2 separate regions of the Sus scrofa genome follow, and region 1 is linked to region 2. Evidence: chromatin contacts called from public Hi-C data. All regions are on one chromosome and are shown on one strand. The core of a region is the stretch at or near the end of the contact, and the rest is flanking DNA. Distances in the headings are between cores, read along the strand shown. Region 1 holds the start of TMEM131L (transmembrane protein 131-like). Region 2 overlaps TMEM131L (transmembrane protein 131-like).

What was found. Hi-C and Micro-C count contacts between places; a contact is called where the count stands out from the background.
Region 1: a Hi-C map of fetal liver shows a contact between it and region 2, with 2.4 times the contacts expected there. The contact joins the promoter of TMEM131L here to the enhancer-like site in region 2. A contact is called at or near these places in 1 of 5 promoter capture datasets (fetal liver), 5 of 47 Hi-C or Micro-C datasets (blood, embryonic fibroblasts, epiblast stem cells and 2 more) and 2 of 2 datasets of contacts at active chromatin or transcription factors (alveolar macrophages and skeletal muscle).

Annotation. Positions count from the first base shown.
Region 1 is chr8:75,641,850-75,647,410 of Sscrofa11.1, reverse strand. It overlaps TMEM131L (transmembrane protein 131-like), which reads left to right and starts at 2,542. Exons shown (of 35, transcript XM_021101486.1): 1 at 2,542-2,750; 2 at 3,411-3,481. The coding sequence starts at 2,627. It overlaps LOC102159783, which reads right to left and starts at 3,404. Exons shown (of 3, transcript XM_021101487.1): 1 at 2,895-3,404. The coding sequence starts at 3,262.
Region 2 is chr8:75,581,113-75,586,365 of Sscrofa11.1, reverse strand. The region is part of intron 3 of TMEM131L (transmembrane protein 131-like); the gene reads left to right. Among named protein-coding and RNA genes, the nearest start is that of TMEM131L, 61 kb to the left of the region's middle. Within about 2 kb of position 3,950, at least 25 of the 83 cell types and tissues checked have an H3K27ac peak or open chromatin away from gene starts, as enhancers often do. A contact at or near this core is called in alveolar macrophages, fetal liver and liver, where this site is marked.

The DNA of each region.
Region 1 (5,561 bases), core at 1,293-3,792, 62 kb before region 2:
TACCAGCTTTGTAAAGTCCACAAGACCACAACTTGAACAATTAAGTTGGCCTTTAAAAAGGTTCAGAAGAACAAAATAGAGCTTTTTTTTTTTTTTTTTTTTTTTGTCTTTTTGCCATTTCTTGGGCTGCTCTCGCGGCATATGGAGGTTCCCAGGCTAGGGGTCAAATCGGAGCTGTAGCCACCCGCCTACGCCAGAGCCACAGCAATGCGGGATCTGAGCCATGTCTGCAACCTACGCCACAGCTCAAGGCAACACCAGATCGTTAACCCACTGAGCAAGGCCAGGGATCGAACCCGCAACCTCATGGTTCCTTGTCGGATTCATTAACCACTGCTCCACAATGGGAACTCCTAGAGCTGTATTTATATGTGGTCCATAGCCAGTTTTTTTTTTTTTCTATCTTTTAAGGCATTTTCCATTGATTCTGGTATACTGGTTAGAGTGATAAAGACTTTTAATAAAAAGTAAAATAGTTTAAAAAATAGTAAAAAAAAAGTTTTCTACTGTGACTTTTATTAAATCTATTTAATAGAGTCTGTAAGGCTGTCAATGTTTGTTTGCTTTCCTTTCTAAGTAAGGCAGTCATAAGAGGACTTTAAAATACATATTGGAAGGAGTTCCCATCATGGCTCAGTGGCTAACGAACCTGAGTAGGATCTATGAGGACGCAGATTCGATCCCTGACCTTACTCAGTAGGTTAAGGATCCAAGGTTGCCGTGACCTGTGGTGTAGGTTGCAGATGTGGCTTGGATCCCGTGTTGCTGTGGCTGTGGAGTAGGCTGGTGGCTGCAGCTGCAATTTGACCCCTAGCCTGGGAACCTCCATATGCCATGGGTGCGGCCCTAAAAAAAAAGATGAGAAAAGAATATATATTGGAAATAAATAGGCTAATGAGAGAACTTTCCAATAAGAGAACTTTCATGTAAAAACAAACTTGGAAGGCATGGTTACTACCTTAGTGGGCTGTAGAAGTATCTTTGTCATAGAAGGCCCTGTTAACAGAGTAGAACCTTCAAAGCCCAAGGGGCAAATGCACACCTACAACAATGAAATGAGAAAAAAAGGGCTGTAGTGGAATGAGAATGGAGATCCTTACTAAGGACAGGTAGATGCTGGCAGGCAACACAGAAAAAAGGCAAGGGACAAAGAGAATACTGGAGGTGTTGGAGTTGGATATTTACAAGCTTAAACTGAAGTTTCAGCCAAGCAATTAGGCTATTTAGCCTTGTTTAGTGTTATACCCAGACAGTGTGAGACCGGGTTCATAGCACTGTATTATGTTCTTGAGAGGGAGGGAGAATTCACCATTGATTTAGTCCTTCTTTGCATCCGTCCTGCTATTGGACCAAGGCTTTTCCATTGTCTAGACTGGAAGGCACCAGAAGCAATTAAATAGAGGTTCAATGTAAGCAGACAGGTGTGCTCTGGTCCCTTCCCTTCTTTTTGTACACTGTTCATATTCTCTGAATTCCATACAAGCTCCTCTGGAAGCAGCAAGTTAACAAAAGATATCTTAAGATTGCCAATACTTTCAGGTTGTGTAAAGAGATTCCTGAATAAACCCTTGCTCTTGATACCGCTGGCAAAGGCATGAAATTAACTTAAAAGAGATCTCAGACCTTCGATGTACTTTTTGGTTACAGGGATCAAGCAAACAAACAAACAAAAAGGGTTAGAAAACACATTTCCAAGTATCACCTATAGTACCCTGTTAATGTTACAGACAGGCAACTGGCCAAGTCCTCTACCTTAACCAGGTTTCAGAAGCTGGCTAAATTCTGCAACAGGAATCCGAAGGGAAGTAGATGCAGGACCTTTTAAGCTACAAACTTCCTCGAAGAGGCTTCCCCACCTGTCACAAACTGGACAGTCTCCACGGAGGGTGCCGAGCGCACCACCGCCACGCGGCGCTGAGGTCAGCCTTTCGGGTCTTGGGAGAGCTCTTTTTATTCTAAATTACAGACCTTGCAGCCACCGGATATCCTCGCTGCAGACCTGGCAGTAGCCATGTGGCTGCACTCGCCTTTCCTGACAACCACTGCATTATTTCCACTAATATCCTGTCTAGGGCGTCTCGCTGGGCGACTCCTCTCTCCCACCACCTCCCGCCGCTCCCATCCCCGTGGGCAATAACCCGCTCGCTGCCCGTGTGCGCAAACAAAGCGGAAACCACCCCAAAGTTCTGGGCGATAGTGGCCGGGGAGCCCCTCCCGCCAGCTCGCAGAGCCCCAGTCACAGCCTCGGGGCAGGGGGGCGGTCGTCGGACGCTGCGGGGCGGGCCCGCAGCCATGTGCTCCTCGCCGGGCGGGGCAGCAGCCGCGGCGTTCGCATTGTCCACGTTCCCCGCGCCCCGCCGCGTTCCGTCCCTCCCTATCTATGGCGCACACGCGCGGAGCAGCAGCGCGCCGGAGAGGCTGGGCTGCAGCTGCTGCTGCCGCGACGGCGGCTGCACAGCACGGCGCGGGGCGGGCGGGCGGCGCGGCGCGGCGCGGGGCGGGGCGAGGGGGCGGGGCGGGGCGGGCGGGGCGGGCGGCGCGGGGGCGGGCCCGGGGCGAGGCGGCCCCGGCGCCAGCGAGCGAGCGGCGAGCGCGGCGAGCAGCCGAGAGGAGCGCGAGCAGCAGCATGGCGGGGCTCCGACGCCCGCAGCCCGGCTGCTACTGCCGCACCGCCGCGGCCGTGAATCTCCTGCTGGGCGTCTTCCAGGTCCTTCTGCCCTGCTGTCGCCCGGGAGGGGCTCAGGGACAAGGTCAGCCTGGCGCCGCTCCGCTGGCTTCCCTATCCACCCCGCCCCCCTCCTCTTTCTTTTGGGGGAACTGCTGAAGTCTATTACGAGGGCGAGGGGAGGGACGGCAAAGGAGGCAGGAAAGCGGTTGCAATTCCGGGCCGGTACCTTTTGCTCACTGCGGCGTCCTCTCCCGCGCCCTCCGCCCCCGCCTCCTGGAAGCCGGGAAGTCGCGGGGCTCCGGGACCGCGTCGCAGACCGCTAGCCGCGCGCGCCCCGGAGCCTTTGTGCGCGGGCCCCGGGTGCTCCGGGCGCAGTCCCCGCTTTGTGTGGCGCGCGCCGGGGCCCAGCCGCGGCCCGGCTTCCTGCAGCTTTGTTCCCCAAGCCTGACCGCCCGGGCGGCGTCCCGCACGCCAGCCCCAGCTTCTGCCGGAGTGCGGGGGTCCCCCGGGGTGGCTTCCCCTGGCTCCAGAGCCCCCGACCCCGCACGTCCTAGCCTCTCCGTCCAAGGGGCCGCCGACTTGCACCCGCTCCATTGTGTGCTGCTCCTCGGGTGGCCTCCGCTTCTGGAGGGGAAGGGAGGCTTGTTTGGGTGCGGCGGGTGCAGGGGTGGACGATCGGGAAACAGGAAGCGTTTCTTTTCCGTGCCTTAAAAACGCGGTGTGTTTTTTGGTGTTGGTGCAGCGATCGAGCCCTTGCCGAACGTGGTGGAGCTGTGGCAGGCAGAGGAAGGGGAACTCCTGCTGCCCACTCAGGTGAGGACGCCAGGTGACAGGGCGGCTCGGGGGAGCGAGGGAGGAGAGGCCCGGGGGCCGCCGGCCCCCCCAGCGGCACCGGCGCTCGGGCCACTTTGCCAGGCAAATAAACTGTCGGGCCGAGCCCGAACACCTGGCAGCGGTGGCCGGCCCAGCCTCCTCCTGCGCCATGTGACAGGGCGTGAGTCACGCCGGCCCCAAGTTCAGGAGGTGGGAGCCGAGGCCACCTCAGCAGGGCCGCTTCCAGCCGCGGCGGTGCGGAGGGAAGGGCGGGGGCCCCTCCGCCGCCTTTGGTCCGAGGTGGGCGAGGGCCCCGCGCCCGAGATCTCTCCGTGTGCCGTTCTGTTGTGCCCGAGGACCAGGAATATGGAATATTTGTCTCAGAAATGTTAGTGCGTGCTCCTTGCCTTGGGCGTTCAGTAGCTGTGGGATGAAGATGTGACTTTAAAGGGTTGTAATCCTGGGCTTTTTCCAAGTGCCTTTAATTCGTGTTAGAATACTCCCTCTTGTTAAGAACTTGAATTTCAGGTTTCGAGTTTTTCCCCCTTATGTGATCTAATGATTGCATGTGGGAAAATCATTACTAACAGTTTGTTGGGATTCTGGCATTCTCCAGGGTTTACCGCTGCAATAGAGTGCTCTAGAGCTTTTGTGTTTAAGGTTGAACTTTTAGGAGGAAGATGTGCACGTTTAAATATGATATTGTTGACTTTTTCAGCAGTGACCCCAAATGCATGAGGGGGAGTGGTTTGTATTGTAAGGGAATGGTCCCAGCTTGTGTCCCGTAACTTTTAAGATGTTCGTTACTTCTCGCATTGGTGGCAGCACTTAATTCTATGTTATCTCATGTGGCTGTTTAGAAAACAGGATGTCTAACTATAACTTCCCTGGGAGGCGGTGCAGTTTTACATTTCAGTGTTCTCCCTCCAATGCGAAGCATTTGGAGTGCTGCTTTTGAGATATTTGGAATATTCATTTTAACCGGGGCTAATGAATAACAATGTCAAGGTGGAGAGGTGATTTTTAGAGGAAAAATTTCCCTAGACCCAGCAGGCTGAAGGAGACCAGGCCTTGGAGAAAAAGCCCTGTTGGGATGGGCAGCAGGTAGTCTGTCCTTCTCTTAAAAGTTTATTCCTAAATGCATTTTCTCCCTGATTGTAAAGAGCAGGTGTGTGTTGTTAAAAAAACAAAAGCAAAAACAGGAAAAAAGAGCAAACGAGAAATCCTTCAGTTCTTTCTGAGAGAACTACACTTAACATTTGGCATACTTTTAAAAAATACAGTATAGTCATATGTGTGTATACCTGAGTTTTCAGCAGAGGTTTTGGTGACATCTGGGGCCTGAGAATTCTTTATTGTGGGGGGCGGTCCTGGAGACTGTAGGATGTCAAACAGTTGGAGCATCTCTGCCTCACCCAGTAGATGTCAGGGGCACTTCCTGTGCCACCCCCTTCCCCATGCCATCTAAAAATGTCTCTAGACATTGCTAAATGTCCCCGGGGAGCAGATGTGCCCCTGTAGAGAAGCGCTGGTGTCTATCTATACATATTTGCATTTTCACCCAGTCGTGGCCTCTACCTCTTCCCCCTTAGTGTTGGAAGCCAACCCAGATGGAAAGGAAAGGAAATTATAGACTTTCATTTGTTGCAGCAGTAGTTGAAACTTTTGTCATTGTGCTCAGAAATGGAAATGTCAAAGCCTCTGATAGAATTAATGACTTTATTTATAGGTTCCAAGGTTATTTTATATAATTCTTAATTTCTGGTTTTGTTTATAATGGTTCATTTTGGTAAAAAAAAAATGTTAGAATTTAGAAACTTTCTCTGGAGTACTCTGATGCATTTATAGCTAAGCTGTTTTAACCAAAACTATAATGAAAGTGAAACTGATATTCAAAATAATTTTCTAAACACTCCATCACTACCTATATGTGTGTTTTTTAGAGACTGTTTTACCCTGTGTGTGCCTGGATGGGGTACGTGAGGATGTATATGGGTCTGTCTGTATTTATCTGTCTAAGCTACTTGTGTGTATGCGCGAGCGCAAACTGCAGAGCATTCTAAAGAGGTTTTTTTTTTAG
Region 2 (5,253 bases), core at 2,701-5,200:
AGGTTCCCAGGCTAGGGGTCTAATCAGAGCTGTAGCTGCCAGTCTACACCACAGCCACAGCAACGCAGGATCCGAGCTGCATCTGCGACCTACACCACAGCTCACGGCAATGCCAGATCCTTAACCCACTGAGCGAGGCCAGGGATCAAACCCGCAACCTCATGCTTTCTAGTTGGATTCGTTTTCGCTGCACCACGATGGGAACTCCTATTCCCAAGTATCAGTGTCAGGCATTGGCAAACCACATTAATCAAAACTACCAGGAGTTCCCTTTGTGGCTCAGAGGCTAACAAACCTGACTAGTATCCATGAGGATGCGGCTTTGCTCAGTGTAAGGATCTGGTGTGCCATGACCTGTGGTGTAGATGCAGCTCGGACCTGGTGTTGCTGTGGCTGTAGTGTTGGCCAGCAGCGGTAGCTCCAATTCAACCCCTAGCTTGGGAACTTCCATTTGCCACAGGTGTAGCCCTAGAAAGACAAAATAAAACCAAAAAACCTCCCAGAATTATGTGGTTAAGTAAAACATCTTTGGGACATTTAGGGATTTCCTGACACTTGTCTCCATTGCTGTCTGTTGCATGGGATTCCTTCTAGAGGACCTGAGGTTGGCAGTGTTCTCAGGGCCGGAAGTTGTCTGAGGAATGGGATGGAACAGGGAGAGAGGCACAGTGGTAATAAGTTCAGCATTTGAAGGGAAGCATTAGGAGTTGTGTAGGAGGAAACCAGATCTGATGCAAGCCCGAAGGTAAGGCTTGGGGTAAAAAGAAGATCTTGGAGGAAGAGGAACTGGGGATTAGAAACACAGAGGCTGACCTTTACAGAGTTGGTTGGCTGCCTGCTTGGAAGGGTAGAGCAGTCCTAAGAGAGCAGGCAGAAGGGCGCTTACCTCAGTGATGGTTGCATTTCCCTGTGATTATTAGCCTATTGTGATTGATAGGATGTGGGGGGGGGAGGCTCGCAGTTAGTGTTTAAATTAAAATTAGCATCCACACGTGGGCCACACCCAGAAGAGAAGCTATCACCCTTTCCCCCAGCAGTCGGAGATTCTTCGGGAAGTTTTGTTTTTGACCCGTGCTCAGGGCGATAGCCAGGGTCCCAGCCAATTAGAAGGACTATCAGCCCTGCCCTTGCTTCGTGGCAGGGTGCTCACTCCCTCTCTCCTTGCACGAGTCACCGTGTGTCCGGCAAGATTAGGCGATTGAGAACCCAGCCTCCAGGATAGGACAGGTACCTCCCCAGTCTCCTCGTATCTCACTTGAGGGGGCGGGGGCTGTCTTTCTCTTGATCCCGTTTCACTTCTGTTGACTTTTTCTGTCTCTCCCACGGGAAGTCTTGTGGGCTGTCTGGTCACTGGCTGCTCGATGTTGGCTTTCTCAAAGCTGCTCACACTGAGAATTCCCTTCTGGTGCTGTGGCCTGGGGACAGGCTCTGATGGACCTGCCTTGGGTCACAGGCAGGTCCTGGCAGCCAGGGAGGCTGAGCTTCTGACTGGAAGGAGAGGATGGCCAAAAGTCTTGGCCACTCCCGGCAGGCAGCCCAGGTCTTCTCCCGGTGCTTTGTAGATTTTTAAAATGCCCAAAAGGGAAATTCCCCTGTGACACAGCAGGTTAAGGATCTGGCCTTGTCACTGCAGCGGCCGAGGTTACTGCTATAGTGCAGGTTCGATCCCTGGCCCAGAAACTTCCACATACCTTGGGTGCAGCCAAAAAAATGCCAGAAAGAAAAATGGATGAGATGTGATGGAGAATAATGTGAGAAAAAGAATGTGTGTGTGTGTATATGTGTGTACACACACACACATACACACACACACATTCTTATACGTATACATGTATCACATACATATACATGTCCGTACATGACTGGGTCACTTTTCTGTGCAGCAGAAATTGTCAGAGCATTGTAAACCAACTATATATATAATAAAATTTTAAAAATGGTAGCTAATAACAAGCACACAGATACAGAATTCCTCATGACTGACATTGTTGGCAGATAAACTATTCTATGGGAGTTAACATTTTTATTCACGTGCTGTTTTGGAAACTGTATGTAAGAACAATAAATAATAATATAATATGCTTTTTGTCTGTTTTCAGGGACTTTTGTAAAGAAGGAAAGCTTGTCTAGGAGCGCATGCCTGGGTGGCAGGAGCCCTGGCTTTGTTCCTCAGTTGGCTTCTAACTAGATCCCTGACGTGGGCAAGTGGTCCTCTGGGTTCCCATTTCCCGGACGGGGCGAAGGAGAGACTTAGACCCTGTGATCTACAAGGTCACTTCTAATACAAGATTTCAATTTTATGGTTTGATTCTTGTCACTTTTTTCCCCCTTTTTACTGGTGCACCTGTGGCATATGGTAGTTCCTGGGCCAGGGGTTGAATCCGAGCTGCAGCTGCCACCTACACCACAGCCACAGCAACGCCAGATCCAAGCCTGTGACCTACACCACAGCTCATGGCAACACTCAGTGGATCCTTAACCCACTGAGCGAGGCCAGGGATCGAACCCTCAACCTCATGGATACTATTCGGGTTCTTAACAATGGGGACTCTGATTTTTATCACTGTGTATTAATTACTTAGAGGGATGGTATCTATGCCATAGGTTTTGTGCCACGTCGTCCTTACTATTTATTGGTGCCTTTTGCTGGGATATAACCCTTTGATTTTATAATGTTAACGTCATTCCTGTGGAAAGATGTGGTTGGCGATATGGTCTGATATCTAGGGCTGAGCTGTAGGGAGAAATGGAAACTGTCTCTGTATAAGGATGCCTCCCTTTGAAGACCCCACTGTGTGTGTGTGACTGGCACGCTGTCCAGGCACTGATGGACATCCCGCTGTGTCCATGTGTGAGCTTTTCCTGCCTTAGTGGACCACCTTATGTTTGTTTTTCTTTAGTTTCATCTTTTTGGTTCCACGTTTAAGAGGCTTCTTTGATTTCTGGTCCTGTGTGTTTGGAATGTCAGCTCTACCAGCTGTGTAGGCAGCTGCTCTTTCCTGGTCTGTTCTGAATTTCCTTGGCACACAGCAGGCCACTGCCTGCCATGCCCTGGACAGGCCCTTACCACGGGTTCTGTCTCTGTGATGTGGACAGCAGCCTGAATACCTATGGATTTTTACAACTGGGGGTGAAATAGCATTGTCTCAGCTGACTTTCAGATTTTGACATTGGAGAATATAAAACAGGATACAGCTTGCTTCTTCAAAGAGTGGGTTATTTAGTTGTAAAAATGGAAATTTATTGATAGGGAGAACCTCGGATGTGAAAACAGAGCAGAGAATAAGGCTGTGCTTGAGCTCCTAGCACTTGGCGTAGGTAGATTTACGTGGGTTGAAAAATGAAGTTTTATATTTAGTGGGTCCTTTCCCAGTGACTGGAGCAAACTATGTGGCGAGTTTTAAAATATTGAAAAAGGAAGGACTGCTTTTAAACATAGAGTTGCAGTAATGCTGATCAACCAGCCACCTGTGAAAACGTAGGGGGAGCCTCTAGTTTGAAAAACAACAAAACCATTAAAAACAGAACAAGAGTCAGTTTAAAAGCAGGTAGAGGATGGAAAGGCTGACTTGGTGACATCAGGAAATCCCTTTCTTGTTTCCATTTCCTCCCGTGTTCTTTTTTTTTTTTTTTTAATTTAAATTAGTTACCAGTTTTATTTTTTTCAATTTAATTTCAATTGTATTTTACATTGGAGTAGAGTTGCTTTACTCCTCTTGTCTCTGGGAGGCCCCCCTCTGGGCCTGTCTCGTAAAGTGGATCAAAGTTGCTGTACAGTAAGCAAGGGAGTTACAACACGTCTGGGTTTAGAGTTTGCAGGACTAATAGAGCCCGGGGAGAAATGGGCTTGGTCAGTGGGGTGGGGGAGCCAGTGTGGGTTCAAGATAGAGGAGAGGCTGAAACTTGAGAAACTTCTCATCAGCACCTCAGCGTGGTTTCTTATCTGGCAAGTGTGTTGCAGGTCACGTGAGGCCCTGCCGTTTGTTCGGCTTCCTTCCTGAAGGACAGTGTTGAATTTAGCGCAGCCCCAGAGCCTTGTAGCCCCGGGGAGGTGAGGAAGAACTTTCCAGAGGGCTCCGCAGAGCCCTCATCAGTTGTGGGTTCTGTGCGTGTTGGTCATTTACGGGATATTGTGTGATTTATTTTATCTCGGTGCACACGAGTCACTACACCACTACACTGACTTCGGTGTCCATGAACTTGACTCTCACCTGCACGAGGTGGACATGTTCGGTTGCACATTGAATTGTTGTACTTGGTTGTCAGAGAAGCAGTTGATTGCTTTGAGTTTTGTACGTAAGGAAGTCGCTTACAGCCTGCTTCTGAAGCGTAGTGGATGGGGTGGAATCCTTTTACAGAAGAAGTGTAAGTAAGATTTCCACTTAAATTAGCGAACTCACAGGTGTGCCTCTTCCTGCTCTTGGCACACCTTGAAGAGAGCGCTCTCTGTTCATCGTCTCTTTCCACTTCACCAAGGAGCGTGTCAAGGGAGAGATTTGTGTGGGCTCCTTATTCGGAAAACAGACTCCTTATTTGCTTTGGAGGGGCATGGGTTGAAAGAGGTGACAAACCAGTGAGAAGACTGATCCTCAGCGGGGAAAACCTTAATGCAGGTACAAATGTGACACCAAACCAGTTTTACTCAGAGGAGGAGACAAATTCAGAGATGCACACACAGGTCTTGTCTCACACTGTGGCGAGCTCTCTGGCCAGCCCCTAGGGTTAGGGTCGATTCCATTTGCTGGAAAGATCTCCCTCCTCTTCCCCCCCCCCCCATCCACGTCACTGTGGCAGAGTTTTCAGATTTGACATATGCTCATGTTTCGAAGTCATACAGTGTATGGAATTAAGTAAGATCTGATTGCAGAAATGGACTCTGGGCTGTTACACAAGATGTTACCATATGTTCATGTCACGAGACCTCACGCCTGCTTTAAGAACCACTGTCATTATTTCAGATCTGAGTAGTTCATGGTTCGTATTGGTGTCAGATGTTCTATTTACAGCATCTAAAATTCTTGCCTCCTCCCCCCCCCCCACTGTTCTTTTTTCTTAGGTCTCTGCCACTCCAGCTTCCTGTTTGTGCTCAGGGGCTTTTATACATTTGTAGCCTCTCATGCTATGGTAGACATATAGTCCAGAAAATACCATGTAAAATATGCTGGTTGAATTTGGGCAGATCTTTTTTTTTAATTTTTGGAAGTGCCTGGGCCAGGGATCAAACCCTCGCCACAGCAGCAGTCTTAGCGGCTG